2 separate regions of the Mus musculus genome follow, and region 1 is linked to region 2. The links are chromatin contacts, called in public Hi-C maps. All regions are on one chromosome and are shown on one strand. Each heading gives the region's core, a stretch centred on a gene start, on an enhancer-like site or on the middle of the called end of the contact. The rest is flanking DNA. Distances are from core to core; before and after follow the strand shown. Region 1 holds the start of Zfp354b (zinc finger protein 354B). Region 2 overlaps Adamts2 (a disintegrin-like and metallopeptidase (reprolysin type) with thrombospondin type 1 motif, 2).

What was found. Hi-C and Micro-C count contacts between places; a contact is called where the count stands out from the background.
Region 1: a Hi-C map of forebrain shows a contact between it and region 2, with 3 times the contacts expected there. The contact joins the promoter of Zfp354b here to the enhancer-like site in region 2. A contact is called at or near these places in 2 of 39 promoter capture datasets (pre-B cells and stem cell-derived epiblast-like cells), 2 of 15 datasets of contacts at CTCF or cohesin (embryonic stem cells and pro-B cells), 21 of 484 Hi-C or Micro-C datasets (B cells, the HL-1 cell line, the N1E-115 cell line and 3 more), 2 of 115 datasets of contacts at active chromatin or transcription factors (both in embryonic stem cells) and 1 of 9 other capture datasets (liver).

Annotation. Positions count from the first base shown.
Region 1 is chr11:50,930,208-50,932,907 of GRCm38.p6, reverse strand. It overlaps Zfp354b (zinc finger protein 354B), which reads left to right and starts at 1,273. Exons shown (of 5, transcript NM_013744.3): 1 at 1,273-1,403; 2 at 1,923-2,007. The coding sequence starts at 1,975.
Region 2 is chr11:50,768,011-50,770,710 of GRCm38.p6, reverse strand. The region is part of intron 5 of Adamts2 (a disintegrin-like and metallopeptidase (reprolysin type) with thrombospondin type 1 motif, 2); the gene reads right to left. Among named protein-coding and RNA genes, the nearest start is that of Zfp354c, 58 kb to the left of the region's middle. Within about 2 kb of position 1,375, at least 67 of the 459 cell types and tissues checked have an H3K27ac peak or open chromatin away from gene starts, as enhancers often do. A contact at or near this core is called in forebrain, where this site is marked.

The DNA.
Region 1 (2,700 bases), core at 24-2,523, 160 kb before region 2:
AGGCTCAGCAATGGCCTGGGTGACGGGGGAGGGGTGGTGGTACCCTCCCCCACCCTGTCCCTTACCATCTGAGGTAGCACCTGGAGGGCATGAGAGTAGGAGAGCCGGTCCTGCCCTGTCACTGACTGCAGCACTCTGGAGAGCAGGCCCTACAGCTCATCTGGGCAACTCAGTGAAGATGCCCTGATGACAAAGGTGCTGGTGAGCTGACCCAAAGGCATGGGAGTAGGAGAGGTGATTCTGCCTTCTGCTGACTGTGGCATTGGGTGGCCTTGCTGAACAGTACTGGAGAGTTTACCCTGGTGATTCAGATAAGGGGCAGCCATTGAGCTCATCAACTCAGCTGCCACCCAGGCCCAGATCCAGGGCTCTGGTTGTCCCTTCCTAAAATCTGTATCATGTGTGAATTGTTGGGGCACATGAAAGGGCCAGTCCTGCCGATCCAAAGCTGTTACAGGATCTTTAACACACAGGGTGACAACAGGATAATTGGGAGGAGTCTCAGTGAGGGTCCAATATTGATGGTGTCATAGAAGCCAGAGATCTTGAACCAGATCAATGACTCATTACAACAAACATTTGCAAATGAAGATATGTGGACAGAGGGATGTACTGTATTGTGTGTCACACTGGCATACTATGGCTTCCACAATCATATTTTCTATGCTTTGGAGTGTGTGTGTGTGTGTGTGTGTGTGTGTGTGTGTGTGTTGTACATTGTACTCAGACCAGAGGTTAATATCAGGCGTCTTCATCTATCATTTTCCATTCATTCATTCATTCATTCATGTATTCATTTATTCATTCATTTTTATTTTAAATCCCAGAGTGCCAGGTTTCAGCTAGCCTTTCTTTTGCATTTTCCTGTAACACCCTCTGAGTCTAAATCAATATATAATTATTTCCACAGCTCACTGTCTACACTTTATCCTACTAAAAACCACTGCTTACCAAGTGAGGTCCCTTTTGTTCTTTGATTTATTTCAAAAGGCTTACAACATGATGTTAATACGTAACTGCCAGTCTGTTTCTGGCCGCTGTGGGCTGGCCTTACCCCATCCACACAAATGGAATTAAAATGCATACCACATCTAAGACTTCACAGAGCTAGTGACCCGGGGCCTTTTGGGAGTTTGGGGAGGGGGGGCTCTCCACCGCAGCTGCGCACCAAAGCGGTCAACTTTATATCCCAGAATCCTTGAGTCCCGAGGTAAACTACATTTCCCAGAGGCCTCTGCATCAGCTATCCTCATTATTCCCCCCTCCAGCCCCGCCCCCTGTGAGATCTATCAGGCCGCCGGGTGTCTGTGGCTCGATTCTCTGCCCTGATCTAGCTCCCCAGTCTGAGTCTCCAAGCGTGGCAGCTGCGAGCCTTCATGAGGCGTGGCGGGAGCAGGGGGGAGGTGAGCGGCCAGGCTGGAGGACACGGAGGCCTGTGGCGACTTCAGCGTGGGCCGCCATGAGTCACTGGTCCCCTTTCTGGAGTTTTCTCTGGGGATGTGGAAATTGATCCCTTGACAGCAGCAGAGCAGTTGGGTGGGCTGCACGTGGAGTGGGCCCGTGGTCAGATCTAAACGGGTGAAAAACGTTTGTGTTCCCACTGTGGCTGCACTCTGGCCTCAGTGCACTCTGATCTGAAGGGGGTTGGCACTGCCAACTGAGCTGGGGTGAACAGCATAGGGTGATGCCTGACTCGCGGAGGCATAGTGAGTCTCCTCGGTGACATGGAGTCCAGTGTCGCCTGAGTCTTGTTTCTGAAAATCTAGAGACCAGAAGAGTGGTGACCTGTCAATTCTCTGCCGCCCGCCCCCAGCTCCCGCTTTCCGTTCTGGAAGCAGAAGCGCCAGGCTCAGCTGGTGGAACGCATTCGGAGATGCGGCTTCTGAGGGGTGCGAAGCAATCTTTCTTTCTTCTTCCCTCAGATCGCATTTTTGGACACTGTACCCATCTTTGAGAAAAGCCCAGAAAGTGAGCATGGCTCCAGAGCAAAGGGAAGGGAAGTCTCAGGTGAGCGCATTGCCGTCTCAGTTCATGGCAGGAGTATTTTATATGGTTTTGGTTTTCCTTCCAGACTGAGGCTCTCCGCCCAGTAGACCCTTCACCAGGACTTGGTGCTCTTGGAGGAGCTGGTTGTCTAGGAAGCACACTGCACGCTCGCTCACAGTATATTGCGTTGCTGTTAGCTGATCCCGGTCTGTTGTGCTTACTACATTGACAGCGACATGCAGATGTCCGTTATCACTAGGGACACAGCTGGCGGAAGTCCTTTCTGGTCTGCTTCCCTCATGTTTATTTTTCTCAGCCCTCACCTGGATTGCCCATCTATTTCTTTTTGCCCTTAAGAATGCTTGCGGCGCTCCTCCATCCCGTGGTTCCCCTCCTATACTCTGTAGATCCTAGGTTTGGATTGTACCATTCTTGTGAAAACAACTACTCTTGACCTGCCATTTGGAGGAGCGGGAATATAGAGCTGCCCCCATCGAGGTGAGCTGCTGCGTGGACAGGGGAAAGCCATACTGCAGGGGACACAGTGTCAGGAGCCTCACTCTGAGAGCAAGGAGACGACTTATCAAGAAGCCATGAAGAGGGTTTCCTGGGATATTTGACAGAAAATTAGAAAGCACAGTGGGAGGCTCAAGACCGTTGATTTTTACCCTACCCCCTCTGTTACCATCTGTGGGCCTTAAATCAGTAAGTCTA
Region 2 (2,700 bases), core at 126-2,625:
GTGAAATCTCCAGGGAGTGCCTGCTTCCTGATTCCAAGGAACAGGATCCACCACTAAATGTATATACAATTGGTCGCCTTCAGGCCAAGAGGCAACCTTGGGGCCCAAGCTAAGCCACCCAAGCTAAGCTAATAGAATCGAGGCTTAAAGGGCTGAAAAGCAGCTGATGTGCCTTAGAAGCACAAAGAAGTTTCTGTCTCTTTCCCCATGCCCTTTTCCCTCACCCTCCATACTTTCCACTTGGGACCCACAAGCTGTCTTTCCCCACATGACCTTAAAAGACTCCTCCCAAGGGTCTGGAGAGATGGATCAGTGCTCAAGAGTGCATACTGCTCTTGCAGAGGACCTGTAGCCCCAGCTCCAGCTCAGAGGACCTTCCCTACTCTCATGCACATAACCATGCCTACTGACCTCCACACATGCACACATTATTTAAACACCTTTTAAAGAGCTTAGCTTGAGGCAGAGATATCTAGGACAACTGAACATGTCTAGGCCCTTGGAGAGAGACCCAAGCTGGCTGTGGGCTCCCACAGGGCCATATCTAGATACACTGCTTGTTAGACAGGGTCGAGGCTGTCCCTGTGCTGTTCAATGAGCATTCATGATGATCACAAATGGGATGAATTAATGAATGAACAAAAATCAAATATACACACGCTGGAGAGTCACGCTGGGCCAGGGAGGGCCTAGAGGCTGCAGGAACATTCCTAGGAACTCATGGAAAAGCATCACCAGCAGGGACAAGCCCAAATGCTGATGGCAACAGCCAAATTCTTGGCTCTTTGAGAACAAGCCTCTGCATACGTCTCATTTAAAATTCAAAACTGCCTAGGACATAAGCACTGTCATTATCCTAATTCCCAGATAAGAAACTTCACCTCTTGCCATTAAAGTCGTTGACTCCAAATCCTGAGGTGGAGGTGGACGTCATACAAAGGTTAGGAGGAAGTTTGGCTGGAAGTAGGTCTACTTCTAGACAGAAGGCAAAGGAAGGGCGGGCTATGGAAATAACCACCAGGTGGCGCTGCTGCTACAAGAATGCAATGCCAAGATCCTGAGGGAGGTCGGCAGGCTAAGGAACACAGCTCCTCCAGGCTGGGCGGCAGATCTGACTTGCAGCCGGGCAATGGTAGCCCTCTAGACACCAGACAGATTCTGGGGTCTCACCCTAAACAAACCAATTAAGGCTTGTGCAGAGAGCTGTATTCCAACCGCTGCTCTCTTGACACTTGACTGTTTACTGTGGAATGCGCTGAATTATTTATGTTCTTCCCTCCTTCGGTCAAGGAGACAGAAAAAACGGGATCTGCTGTTTGGAGGCCAGTCTCCATGCCTGCCAACAGGAAGGCTCTGCAGGCTGGGCGCCACCACGTGGTGTCTGTGAGCACACACCCAATCCCAGGGCCACGGACAGGGAGCTGGAGGTGTGGGGTACAGGGTGCACTACTGTTCTTGGACACTTTCAGTCCCTTTCTGGGCTCCTCTGACCCAAAGTGTTTGGGTCCAACCTGAGTACCCAGCTTAGGGCTCAGGAACTTTGACCTGTGACTGTTTGGGCAGGACATCCAGTTTGCAATAGTTATTGTTAACACCCATCTGAGAATCTATAATCCCCTGGGAGATTTGAGCGTGCCTGTAAGGGATTGTATTGATTCTGTTAACTGAGGTGAGAAGACACACCCACCATGGTGGCGCCATTTGCTGACTGGAAGCCTGGGGAGGACAGAACTGAACAGAGCTAAGGATAGGTTGTTCTTTGGTTTGACGGATAATGTGACATGACCAGCTACCTCAAGCTCTTGCCACTGTGGCTTTTCCCTCCATAATGGACTGTAACCTGGAGCTATAAACGGATATAAACCCTTCCCTTAAGAAAGCAAGACACAGTCCATACCCACAAGTCTTTTTCCTTGTCTACTCTGGCAGTGACCATGTGGCCCACTCTAGTGCCAGTGGTTCAGGCTGCAAGGAGACCTGGCTTCAGCTGGTACCAAACCCATCCCAGAATGCCCTGGCCCTGGGAGACCTCAGGCTAGCCCACCAGGCAGGAATTAAGAAAGCACACACAGGGCTGAGATTCAGGCTGTGTAGAGCTCTCTTCTCAGCTTCAGTATTGCTGACCTTTGGGGCCAGTTAACTGTGTGTGTGTGTGTGTGTGTGTGTGTGTGTGTGTGTGTGTGTGTGTCCTGAGCATCTCCCAAATTATAACAGTGAAAGTGTCTCTAAACATCAACCCGAGTCCGTGAGTGTGGGCATAAAGTTGTAGAACCATCGGTTGGGAGCATTGGACATAGGGGGAATGGCACAGGGGAGCCAGGCTCAGCTCACCCAAGATCTGTGCTCTCTAGCCTGACAGAATGACAGCAACTGGCTCATCCTCTAGGGACAAAGTGGCTGTCATGTATGACTTTTGGTAGATCACTCACCCCGTGGAGCCACGTTTTCACTGTCATATGGAGATGGTGACAGTGACTATGGGTGCCCCCTTATCATCAGGGGATGCCTGTCAGTCCCATGACAGGATGCCTGAGACAGTGAGCTGAGCAAGGCTCTGAGGACACTATGACGCGTCCTCCCAGGCAACATCACCAAGACGGAGTGATTAAAACATACACGGCTTTGACGGTTATGTGACTGTACTCTCCTCCTTGGGGAGAAATACCGCTGGACCACAGGGCCTGGAATCCCCGAAGGAGG